Regions from separate parts of the Mus musculus genome. Here regions 2, 3 and 4 are each linked to region 1. The links are chromatin contacts, called in public promoter capture Hi-C maps. All regions are on one chromosome and are shown on one strand. Each heading gives the region's core, a stretch centred on a gene start, on an enhancer-like site or on the middle of the called end of the contact. The rest is flanking DNA. Distances are from core to core; before and after follow the strand shown.

What was found. Promoter capture Hi-C pulls out the DNA fragments that hold promoters and counts their contacts. Capture Hi-C pulls out chosen DNA fragments and counts their contacts.
Region 2: a contact with region 1 is called in a promoter capture Hi-C map of liver. The contact joins the promoter of Sypl2 here to the promoter of Gstm1 in region 1. A contact is called at or near these places in 1 of 39 promoter capture datasets (neural stem cells), 2 of 115 datasets of contacts at active chromatin or transcription factors (large pre-B cells and memory CD8 T cells) and 3 of 9 other capture datasets (adipose tissue, liver and macrophages).
Region 3: a contact with region 1 is called in a promoter capture Hi-C map of adipose tissue. The contact joins the promoter of Cyb561d1 here to the promoter of Gstm1 in region 1. A contact is called at or near these places in 4 of 39 promoter capture datasets (the 3T3-L1 cell line, hippocampal neurons, liver and 1 more), 1 of 484 Hi-C or Micro-C datasets (embryonic stem cells), 3 of 115 datasets of contacts at active chromatin or transcription factors (bone marrow-derived macrophages, memory CD8 T cells and pancreatic cancer cells) and 3 of 9 other capture datasets (adipose tissue, liver and pancreatic islet).
Region 4: a contact with region 1 is called in a promoter capture Hi-C map of neural stem cells. The contact joins the enhancer-like site here to the promoter of Gstm1 in region 1. A contact is called at or near these places in 1 of 39 promoter capture datasets (neural stem cells), 2 of 484 Hi-C or Micro-C datasets (the HL-1 cell line and liver), 2 of 115 datasets of contacts at active chromatin or transcription factors (microglia and pancreatic cancer cells) and 1 of 9 other capture datasets (pancreatic islet).

What each region holds. Positions count from the first base shown.
Region 1 is chr3:108,016,569-108,019,268 of GRCm38.p6, reverse strand. Gstm1 (glutathione S-transferase, mu 1) reads left to right here and starts at 1,296. Exons shown (of 8, transcript NM_010358.5): 1 at 1,296-1,529; 2 at 1,843-1,918; 3 at 2,321-2,385; 4 at 2,669-2,700. The coding sequence starts at 1,494.
Region 2 is chr3:108,225,227-108,227,926 of GRCm38.p6, reverse strand. It overlaps Sypl2 (synaptophysin-like 2), which reads left to right and starts at 1,328. Exons shown (of 6, transcript NM_008596.1): 1 at 1,328-1,563; 2 at 1,730-1,804. The coding sequence starts at 1,510.
Region 3 is chr3:108,199,543-108,202,242 of GRCm38.p6, reverse strand. Cyb561d1 (cytochrome b-561 domain containing 1) reads left to right here and starts at 1,409. Exons shown (of 3, transcript NM_001081320.2): 1 at 1,409-1,616; 2 at 2,081-2,118; 3 at 2,528-2,700. The coding sequence starts at 1,469. Atxn7l2 (ataxin 7-like 2) reads left to right here. Exons shown (of 11, transcript NM_001289545.1): 11 at 1-15.
Region 4 is chr3:107,792,247-107,794,946 of GRCm38.p6, reverse strand. All of the region lies in intron 2 of Gm40121 (a long non-coding RNA gene), which reads right to left. Among named protein-coding and RNA genes, the nearest start is that of Csf1, 33 kb to the right of the region's middle. Within about 2 kb of position 1,281, at least 178 of the 459 cell types and tissues checked have an H3K27ac peak or open chromatin away from gene starts, as enhancers often do. A contact at or near this core is called in the HL-1 cell line, liver and neural stem cells, where this site is marked.

The DNA.
Region 1 (2,700 bases), core at 47-2,546:
CTGCTGAAGTGCCTCATTCATACTTGCAAAATATGTCCCTGTAGTTCCCACCAAACTGCTGCTAAAGCCCCAGTGACATGGTCACTTTTCGTGCATCCTCACCAAGACCTGCAGAACATGTGGTTTCTTTAATGTCCTAGGATGAGATGGCCTCTGCTTGCCCCCTGCAACCTCACTGCACAGCTCCTATGTGGGTGACATGATATGTTGCCTTCATACCCCGTAGTCCCAGTAAAGGATGATTTAATCCCAAAATGTACGTCCTGCAGAGCAACAGCCTTGGCCTTTGACTTGTAAACTCATTTTAGTCTCCCCTTCCATCAAGCCTCTTGGTTGTCTGCAAAAAAGAAAGTAAACAGGTAGGACAGTGTTCTTGGGAGGACATTGACCTTGTGAAGGTAATACTACAGGGCATATACTACTTGTGAAGGATATACTACTATATATCTCAGGGTAACCTGAAAGGTCATTTGAGCCACCCTGTCATATACAAACGCATGTCCGGAGCCTGGGCCAGGTCCTGCATTTAGGGACAGCTGAGGGTCTTGCTTTGGGCTCCCATGTGTACAGCATCCTGGTATCCCTTGAAAGCAAACTTCTTGGGTCACATGCTCTCCCTCTCTATGGCACAACCCAGCGTGGGCTCTTTTTCTCCCTTGTGCTCTGCTGGGTTTTGTCAGCTGACTGTTGTCCACAGCTGTGGCTTCCCTCAAACTTCCGGCCCCTCTGTGGTTGGTACTTGAATTTAGATTCATAAACACGGCCAAAATACAGATTAGTTTTTTAATAACTGATAACAGTTCTCAAACCCCCTAAAGGAAAATACGGAGCCCTGTTTATCTCTGCCTTGGGGTTGTTTCCATGTCACCGACTGTTCCTGTAACTTGAGGCTGTGTGCGCAAAAATCCGGTACCTGTCAGACTGACAGAGTTCTTTCCATGACGATAAGTGCTACATTAAACTCTCAGGTCGGGGGCTCTCGCCTTTTTGTCTTTAAGCTGAGAGTTGAGCCTCCCCAATGACAGATTCCCACAGTCTGGGTGTGAAAACCGAGCTCTGCAAAAGAAAGGAAGGCGGGAGAACACCCACCCAATGTTCTTTCGCTGTCTGGCCAGACTCCAGGCAAAGTGCTAGCTAGTCTAGGGAGCATCCAGCAGGCGGCGATGGCGGCAGTCGCTAAGAGGGTTTCGGGGGAAGCAGGAGAGCAGATTCTGTTTCAGCGTGTGCAAAACAGAATCCCGGGACAGAGGCCGCTAAGGATCTTAACCCCGCCTCTCCCGGAGAGGGTGTGGCCTCTGCCTTCCGCTTTAGGGTCTGCTGCTCTGGTTACAGACCTAGGAAGGGGAGTGCCTAATTGGGATTGGTGCAGGGTTGGGAGGGACCCGCTGTTTTGTCCTGCCCACGTTTCTCTAGTAGTCTGTATAAAGTCACAACTCCAAACACACAGGTCAGTCCTGCTGAAGCCAGTTTGAGAAGACCACAGCACCAGCACCATGCCTATGATACTGGGATACTGGAACGTCCGCGGAGTGAGAGAGGGGTCCACTTGGAGGGTGGGACTGGGATGTGAAGCAGAAAGTTCTTAAGAGCAGGAGCCCTTCCTACAGCGGGTACTCTTCAGCTCTCACTGGAATCTCCTGCCTGTAGCTCTCAGCGCTCAGTTTACGCACTTGGGTGGCTGTGTGTGTGTGCGTGCGCGCGCGCGTATGTGTGTGGTGTGCACATGCACGTGCGGGGTGACGGCGTTTGTGCAGTGTGGGAGGTCTCAACGGGTGAAGATGAAGTCATACAAAGAAGTCCCCACAATGTCTGACCTCTGTCTCTTCTGGTCATCTCTCCCAGCTGACACACCCGATCCGCATGCTCCTGGAATACACAGACTCAAGCTATGATGAGAAGAGATACACCATGGGTGACGGTAATGCCACCTTCCTGGTCAGACACCTGCTTCCCTCTTACCTATCAAACTATGCCTAGATTTCCCGTTATTTAGCCCTGCTGGTCTCCCTCTAGCTAAAGATAGAGGCTGCTGCTTCCAGAAACCTCTTTGAGAGTGCAGTTTGATTTTCCAATATAGATCATGGAGAATGGAGTTCCTTGGTCCATTTGTATTTATAATTCGACAGAATTCACTACTGGGGTCTTATTGGGTCCAGGCTGCCTTTATTATCAGTTGTTATTCAGACCCTTCTCCACATTGGAAAGTAACTCTCTGTAACAGGTTGCAGAGGCCCTGCCTTAGGGGTTCTTGCTACTGGTCGATAATCTGTAGAAGGGTGGGACAGTGGGGTAATGCCTTTTCACATCTTCTTGTTTACAGCTCCCGACTTTGACAGAAGCCAGTGGCTGAATGAGAAGTTCAAGCTGGGCCTGGACTTTCCCAATGTAGGTGCAGGGGAGGAGAGGTTTGGGGAAGACACGGTGATCTCACCTCATCTCCTGGCCTGGCTGAGGGTTTAGGATCAGTGTTTCTGCTCTCCTGCTCCATCCCTGCTGGCTGCACAGTGTTCTGTGATGGGCTGTGCCCCAGCTCTCTCATTCAGTGCACACTGTGCCCATGGAGGGCTTCCCATGGCAGGCACACTGTCAGGCCCTGTGTCTTCTCTCACCCAGAGAAAGGATTCAGGTACCCCATATCCCATCTGACCCTCCCTGCTTGTCCATCCAGCTGCCTTACTTGATCGATGGATCACACAAGAT
Region 2 (2,700 bases), core at 79-2,578, 210 kb before region 1:
TAACTTTTAAAAGATGTATTGATCCTTACTTTATGTATGTGAGTGTTTGCCTGAGGCGTGTATGTGCATCTGATGTGTAAGCCTGGTGTCCAGGGGCCAAATGGGGCCATGAATAGCCTAGAAGTGGAATTGCAGATGTGTGTGAGGTGCCATGTGAGTTCCAGGAGCCAAACCATGGTTTTCTGAGAAAGCAATGTTCCTAACTGCTGAACCATTTCTCCTGTCCCCATGATTTATTACGGGCATATCTGTGGACTCAGCAATTCCTTATTTAGCCCAAATTTGCATGTAATTCCATGGCAGAAGTTTCCTTCAACTCCAGCCTTAGCTGGTTGCCTCCCCACACACTCATGGCCAGGTTTGGGAAGACATTTATCCAATGGCTGGATTGTATAAATAACAGCAGAACATTTAATCAAAAAGCATTGGTTTTGAAATGCTGGAAGCATAGTGGCAGATCATCAAAGAAATGACTTTGATGGACGAGAGTTAAGAGCAAAGAAGGAAGGCTGGTTTCCTCCTGGGCCCGCCCATTGGCTCATTCAGCTTCTTTGGGTAAATGAAGTCATCTTTAACTACCTAGATTTCCACTCCTTGTAAACCTAATGTGTAATACTAGCAACTGCTCACTTCCGGCTACCGCAGAACACTTTTCGAAAATTAGGCCCATTCAAAGTCAATCAAACTGCAACTCTGCCTAGTTTTCAATACAAACGCTAATCTCCACTCCCACGGCTCCTCCGAGACTTCATTCTCATTTAAATAGTGTTGGCGGTTAAAAGGAGATCGAATTCTTACTTTTTAAAGTTTGATAACTTTAAAACTCATTAACATCCAAACGCTGTTTGTTGTTAAAAAGTAAGACCGTGTCTGATGCGAAGTAAAAGTTCAGTTCTTTGTTCTGGCTGGTGGAGCGCCGTTGTTACAGCAGCAGAAGCACTAAGAATGCCTTAGGTAAATCTTGTGTGCTCTAGTCACTACGGTATTTGTAGAAGAAAACCCTTCCACAGAACCCAGGAAAATCGGGAAAGCTGCACTAGAGCCCACGCATCCCGTGTAGGTTCCTGACCTTGGCCGTGGCGTTGAAGCAGCTGGGCTGTTCTAGTGGGGACCCATCCTGGAAGCTTCTGGCAAAAACCCCGGAGCCTTCTGGCAGCCCGACGGCTAGCAGGCTCCACAGGTCCCTTTAAGGCGCCCTACGCGCGGAAAAAGGGGAGAGCAAGGGGCGGGAGCAGGGTTCGCGATCGCACGCCACGTGACTCGGCTGCCAAGTCCGCCAGATTGTTTGACAGAAGTTTGAATCGGACTCGGGGGTTTTCTGCAGCCGGCGGGGCAGCGCGGCGGACAGAGCCTCCGAGAGCGCGAGCAGCAGCGCCCCCACGACCCAGCCCGCCAGCCTGGAGCCCGGCCTGCCCACGGCCTCGAGCCCGCCGCCCCCAGCGCCCCCGCGCCCCACGCAGCCTCCCGGCCAGGGAGTCGAACCCTTGCACTGCGCCCCGACGCGCCAGCATGTCCTCGACGGAGAGCCCCGGCCGCACCTCGGACAAGTCTCCGCGCCAGCAGGTAAGCCCCGAGTACCCGGCCTGTGGACTCTCGCTAGTCCCTGTCTACCTAGATGTCCCGAATGTGTCTGATTCCGTCTCTCCCGCCCCCGCAATGTGAATAGAAAGCCCCACGCTTTCCCTCCGGGCCGGCCCGCCTTGACCGTCTGCTGGCTTTGTCTCCGCAGGTGGACCGCCTGCTCCTGGGGCTGCGCTGGCAGCGCCTGGAGGAGCCGCTGGGCTTCATCAAAGTTCTCCAGTGGGTGAGTCGGCCCTAACCCCGGGCTATTTCGGGAGCCTGGATTGTGACGCGGACCCGAAGCAATGTGGCCCCGGAGGAGGCTGGGGAGATGCAGCGGGCCCAGCCACCGCGGAAGGGTGGGGGGTGGCGACAGGTGGGCGGGGGAGGGGAGAACCAGGGTTGCTGCTCCAGCGCTCGGTGGAAGGAGGGAGAGGAGCCCGGCATGCGGAGTCCCGGATTCGGACCTTCTATGTGCAAGGCGCCTTTGCCCAGGGCGCTCACATTTCACTCGGACGAGAAGACCCGGGTGTAACCTTTCCAGAACTCTGATCCTGCACATACCACTCTTCAGTGGCGGGAGGGGTGAGGAGGACAAGGAGGGTAAGGTCCACTTTGCAGTGAGAACAACGCTACTACTAAAGGCACCAGGAAAGGAAATGGGTTACAGAAACCATCCTGCCTGGAACCTTCTAGGACCTGGATGATCCCTGGGGTGGACTCAGGAGACAGACTACCAGCTGAAGTCACTGGAGCAATTTGGGAAACTGTAACCGAGTAAAGAAATGGATGGATGAATGAACAGTTTCCCAATCCAATGATTACATAAAAAAACCAATTAAGACAGAAGAAAATGTGACAGCTGGCATAACAGAACATTGAGCCGGGAAGGAGGGATGGTAGGTTGCAGGCCTAGAGCTACCTGTCTCAGCTCTATGACCTTGGACAAGTCACTTCTCTGGACACTAGTTTCCAACATTAGTCAAACATGGATCAAATGCCTGTCAGCATTCTAGAGTATAGCTCAATATTAGATTTACCCTGTGACCTTGAAACATTCACCGGCCCATGGCCTCAGTTTCCCCTTCTCTGGTCTAGTGGGAATACTGGCTTGTTTCACTGGTCCTTGAGATGCAGCCA
Region 3 (2,700 bases), core at 160-2,659, 180 kb before region 1:
AAACTCTTTAAAATACCTCAAGACTGTCTCCCTGTTCTGTTGCTGCTAAGAAAATATAAAAACCAGAAACATAGAAAAGGATGGAAACTGATGTAGCCAAATGAGTGAGTGTCCTTACTCTCCGCAGCTCCAACCCGAGAGGCTGGGATGACAGGCAGTGTACACCCCAGCACACACACACTGCACACAGAAACCTGGAGCTGGCATCCCTGGGAATCTTCTCAGAGAGGATGATAAGGCATATGACGCTGAGTGAGCAGGCACCCCAGAGGCTTAAGAGCGACAACTATGGTTCCACTGGGAAAGAACTGAGAGGGAAGGGGTCTCACACCTGACGCCATCCTTGGGTTTTTGTCCTGAGGGTTTGTGGGAGTTAGCTTATGGCCCCTTTCTGGTTTTCTAGCTACTCTGGGCTTCCATCCCTCTACAAATGGCTGTTCTTGCCCTTCCCATGTCTTAAAACCAGCCTTAGTTCCTCAGCCATGCAGAGGTTGAGCTTGGCGATCACTGCTCTAGAAGTGCTGGACAGCTTTTTTTTTTTTTTTTTTTTTAATTATGGTGTCTGTGTGTGGGTATGCGCATGTGATGCCTGCGGAGGCGAGACGTGTGGGATCCCCCTGTAGCTAGTTACAGTCAGCTGTGAGCCCCCTGAGCAAGAGGAATATGCACTCTTAACCACAGAGCCATTTCCCTACCCACTGGACAGCTCATTCTGGTCTCTTCTGTGAGTTTGCCCTGAACGGAGTAAAGCTTCTCCCATATAGAACTCTTTAGGTTGGGTCATACCTTTTTGGAGGTAATAGTGTAGCAGAACTTGGGGTTGTGGAAAGCTCTGGTTCTACTGTGGCGGCAGCAAAGGCTGAAAGTGCCCCATGGATCTGGAATATTTTGAGGGGGCAGCGTGGGAGGGAGGGGATGGGGAGCAACTACGCCTGTAAGCAGGGATGATGAGATTGCTTCTTTTGGTTTTCATACCTGAAGTCATCAGATTAGATCACTAGGTTTTGGCTTTTCATTTATGTTAATACAGGGAGAAATCTTGTCTCTTGAACAAGCCAGAAATGTCTGAGAAGTAAGCAGTCCAGGGAATCCAGTACTTCTAGAAAGCTGCTCAGAACACTGGTTTCATGCTCTTGGGTCAGCGAATCAAGTGTGTGATTTGGGATTTCGCTGGTATCAGTTGCTACCGATGTAATTTTCGCAGACCTCTTGAGATACCCTTATAGACACAAAGATAGAATGAAGGTGGGTTGGGAGCTCGATTAGGTCAGTGGAGGTTTCCGGGAGCCGCCCTTTGGGGCCGAGGCGCTTCCCCCCCACTCTACAGAGGGCGCTGTGGGCACCTCCGCCACACGGCCCCGCAGCTTCCCCGGGGAGGAGCCTCTCCTGTAGCCGCCGCCGCCTCCGCGATAGCAAACCCGGAAGAAGCCTCTGGTAGCTGGATTGTGCCGGCCGGCCTGGCACTGCTATGCATTCCATGGAGGTAGGTCTGGTTCCCGCTCCAGCGAGGGAGCCGAGACTGACCCGCTGGCTGCGGAGAGGCAGTGGGATCTTGGCGCACCTGATAGCTTTGGGCTTCACCATCTTTCTGACTGTGCTGTCCCGGCCCGGAACCAGTGAGTGTGCGAGGCGAGGTGGGGCGGGGCCAAAGAAGGGGCGGAGCCTAGGCGCTGGAGGGGCCGCTTTGGGCGCACTGGGAGACTGGAAACCTGGACCCTCAGCTGAGGAGGGGCGGGTCCGGGAGTGGTTGTAAAAGCGTAGTAGGCGGGTTCCCGGAAGTCCAGGGAGGGTGGGGCTTGAAAAGACAGAACTGATACTTCCTTAGGAGGCCCTACATGGAAAAGCGTTAGAGGGTCCTGGGCAGGCTAAGGTACTCTAGGGACTGGGCTGCAGCAAGTGCAATCCCCAGGCCAAGGGGGTGTAAGGGCCCCTTGACTCCTCCCTTTGTGGTGAGCTCCTGATTCTTGTTTAGGTTTAAGATGATATGCTGACCTTGTGGCCCGGTCTTTGTCATTTACAAACCACGGGACAGTATCAGTGAAGCCCAGCCGTCAGCCTATTCTCTTTGATTCTTACTTAGGTCTTTTCTCCTGGCACCCTGTGTTCATGGCCTTGGCGGTGAGTTCGGATATTCTTAGATTAACTCTTGGGGAGACATTCAGTTTTTCAGCCTAAGGGTCAGAGAGATGGGTTTAAAGAGGGCTTCATCTTTCCCTAAAACCTATAGGATTGGGGAAAGTGGAGTAAAGTGTCAGGTGGCTGAGAAGGTCAGGGAAAGGGGGAACAGAAGATATTTCTCCTCTAGTGCCTAAAAGGAAGACGCAAGAAGGATGTTTATCAAGGCTTTGTCCTCAGAACTCAGTAGAAAGTTCTCAGTAGAATGTTTGCTGTTCTGTGGTCCAGAAAGGATGTGTGTGAGGCTGCAAGTCCTTAGCTTCCCCGTGTCCTTCTGAATGTGTGAGAAGACCTCCTTTTCCTTGCGCTCCATGTAGACTAGAGGCTCACTGGCCTTTCCTTATGATTACAGTTCTGTCTCTGCATGGCTGAAGCTATTCTACTCTTCTCACCTGAGCACTCCCTGTTCTTCTTCTGCTCTCGAAAAACCCGGATTCGACTCCACTGGGCAGGGCAGACCATGGCCATCCTCTGTGCTGTCCTAGGCTTGGGCTTCATCATTTCCAGCAAGATCCGAAGTGAGAT
Region 4 (2,700 bases), core at 32-2,531, 220 kb after region 1:
TCTCCACAAGGACACCCAAACCCCCTCATCAACAACTTTAGAGGAAAGATTTATCATAGCTCACAGTTTCACAGTCTGCAGTCCAGTCTGATTCTGTTGTTTCTGAGCTTGTGGTGAGACCCACCATTGTAGTGGCAGGAGCCATCTTTAGCATGGGGGACTACTACCCATAGTGAACAGGAAGCAGAGAGGGAAGAATGGAGTGGGGACCAAGCTAAGGCATGCCTTCTCAGAAGCCTTCTTTTCCCATTAGATCCCTCCTCCTAAAGTGCTCGGAACCTCCCAGAATACACCAGACCAAGCGCTCACCATATGAGCCTCAAGGAAATATTTCATTTTAAAGCCAAAACCCTCTGGTGAAATTTTAATTTTTTCTGTATTGCATTTTTTATGATAATATCGCCTCATACCTATACCCCAAAGGCCGTTTTCCCTTAATCTAGTTTAATAATTATCTACACATGTCTCACTCACACAATGGAGGATCTTACTATATTTCACATCTACACAACTAAACACTAAGCAAACACTAAAACAGTAATAGTGGTTAGTAGGAATTTGCTAATTTGAATATGTCCATCTTCTCGTAATTTTGAAACCGACATTGCCAGGAGCTTCTTACCATCGTGACGCATGGATCTTGAGTGAGCGCGCACTCTAACCTATGCTTGTCCTTCCACATTTATACTCTTTGCCGATTTTGGACATCTTGATGTCCAGATCTCTTACCAAACTGCAGGATTCTACAGACATAACATGGACCCTAGTTTCCCTTCTTGTCTGATGGAAGGTAGACATTTCTAGAAACAGCCACAACATGAGTCATAGTGTAAGTGCCTAGAGGTGCTGACAGGTGCATTTCAACCCAGGCAGGGAGCAGGCTTCATGGAGGAGGAGATATGTCAGCTACATCTGCCATTATCAAGCAGAGAGCTGGGGAGAGGGAGCTCATCTCCTTGGCAACCACAGGAAGGCTACAAGGGAGTGAGCTACTCCCATGTTTCCTGACAGCGATGAAAATAGGGCTTTGCATAGAGCCAGAGAGTCTGGCTTCCCAGTCTCTGGCTGGCTTCATAACATTGCAGCTCCTTCATCAGGAGGGCAAGAACTTCACATCTCTACTCTCTCCCCTCTCTCTCATCCCCCAGGGAGTAGAGCAGAGGGGCTATTCCCCAGCCTGTGCTGGCCACGCTGCAAGGCACACCCACAGGCTCCCATTCCTTCAGGCTTCCACGGGCTGCTGCCAAACTCCCGCTCCTGGAGTCAAAGGAATGTTGAGCAATCTTTGGAATTTTTTTTCTGCCAAGAAACAAGTACTTTCGAATTCCGAATTCCATTCAGGCCTCCTGAGCAGCCACATTGCAGGAGTCTGCAAAGCCCCGGCCTTCCTCAGCAAACCTGGAGGGGACTTTTCCCCATTTATATTCTTCTCCTGCTGGCAGGGGTGTAAGACTCCATAGCGATGAGGTCATGAGGCCCTGCCCCACTGCATCCACGGGTGGCTGAGCTGCCAGAACCTTGCTGTCCTGTCCCAGTGGCTCAGTGTGTTCAAGGGTAGGTAGGCTGGGGGAGGGTCAGGGTCAGGAGGGTTGAGGAGCAGCCCTCAGATTGCTAGAGTTCCAGCCTTAGGACATCTCACCCGCAGGCCTGCCCCTTACTTGTGATCCTATGTGGCCTAAGGACTCCAGTCCACAATATCCAGTTTCCTGGGTACTGCATGTGGGGAACCCACTTGGCATCTGGAAACTTTTAGAATTAATCAATGCCTTGCAAGTAGTTCTCAGCTCAAATGAAGCCCTTTGTGATGCCCACCACTAAGCCCAAGTTCTGCTGCTGTGTAGCCTTGTGGTATCCTAGGCTTCTCCTAAGCATTGCCTTGTTATTAATAACTGGTTGTGAACTTGCTTAATATGTTTTCCTCTTTGGGCCTTACTTTTAGACAGTGTTCTGGTTTTCTAGGTCCCTATTTCATTCACAACCGGACAGGTCGAAGACTGGTGAGATTGTTTAACATGGATGGTGTAAGAATCATGGGGGGGGGGGCATGAGGGGGGGTGGAGCGCTGGAGGGAACGCTTGATAGTTAAGAGCCTATGCTGCTCTTCCAAAGGATCCTAGTTCATTCCAAGCATCTAAGTCATGTGGTTCACAAATGTTGGAGTTTCAGTTCCAGAGGATCTGACACCCTCATCTACAGTGCACGTGTCACACACACACACACACACACACACACACACACACACACACACACACCAGACATACCAGACACACAGATACATACACATAAGTAAAAATGAATCTTATAAAATATCATGGTGCTGTCTGGCATATAAAGTGGAGGTTTCTGATCTAGTCTGGTCATATCGCAAGTCCCTAGCAAAAGTGAGCTTTGTGTATAGTGGTCATGTTAACCACCCCTTTGGCCCTTGTTTCTTTGTTATACTGGCTCTGGATAGGCCCTGATCCCAACTGTACAGCCTTCCATTTTTCTTAGGTTTGAGCAAAACTTGAAAGCTTCAAAGCCTATCACATCCATCATTCTATCCATACTTTAAGGCTAGAAGTACTGTTTCTATAGAAGAAACTACTGTCCCAAAGAAGTAGACCTCAAATGTATGGCACCAGATGGTAAATATTCTCTGCCCACAAAATGTGCCAATTCAAACCAAATTAAAGTATAAAGGCAGGCTTATTGGGGCAA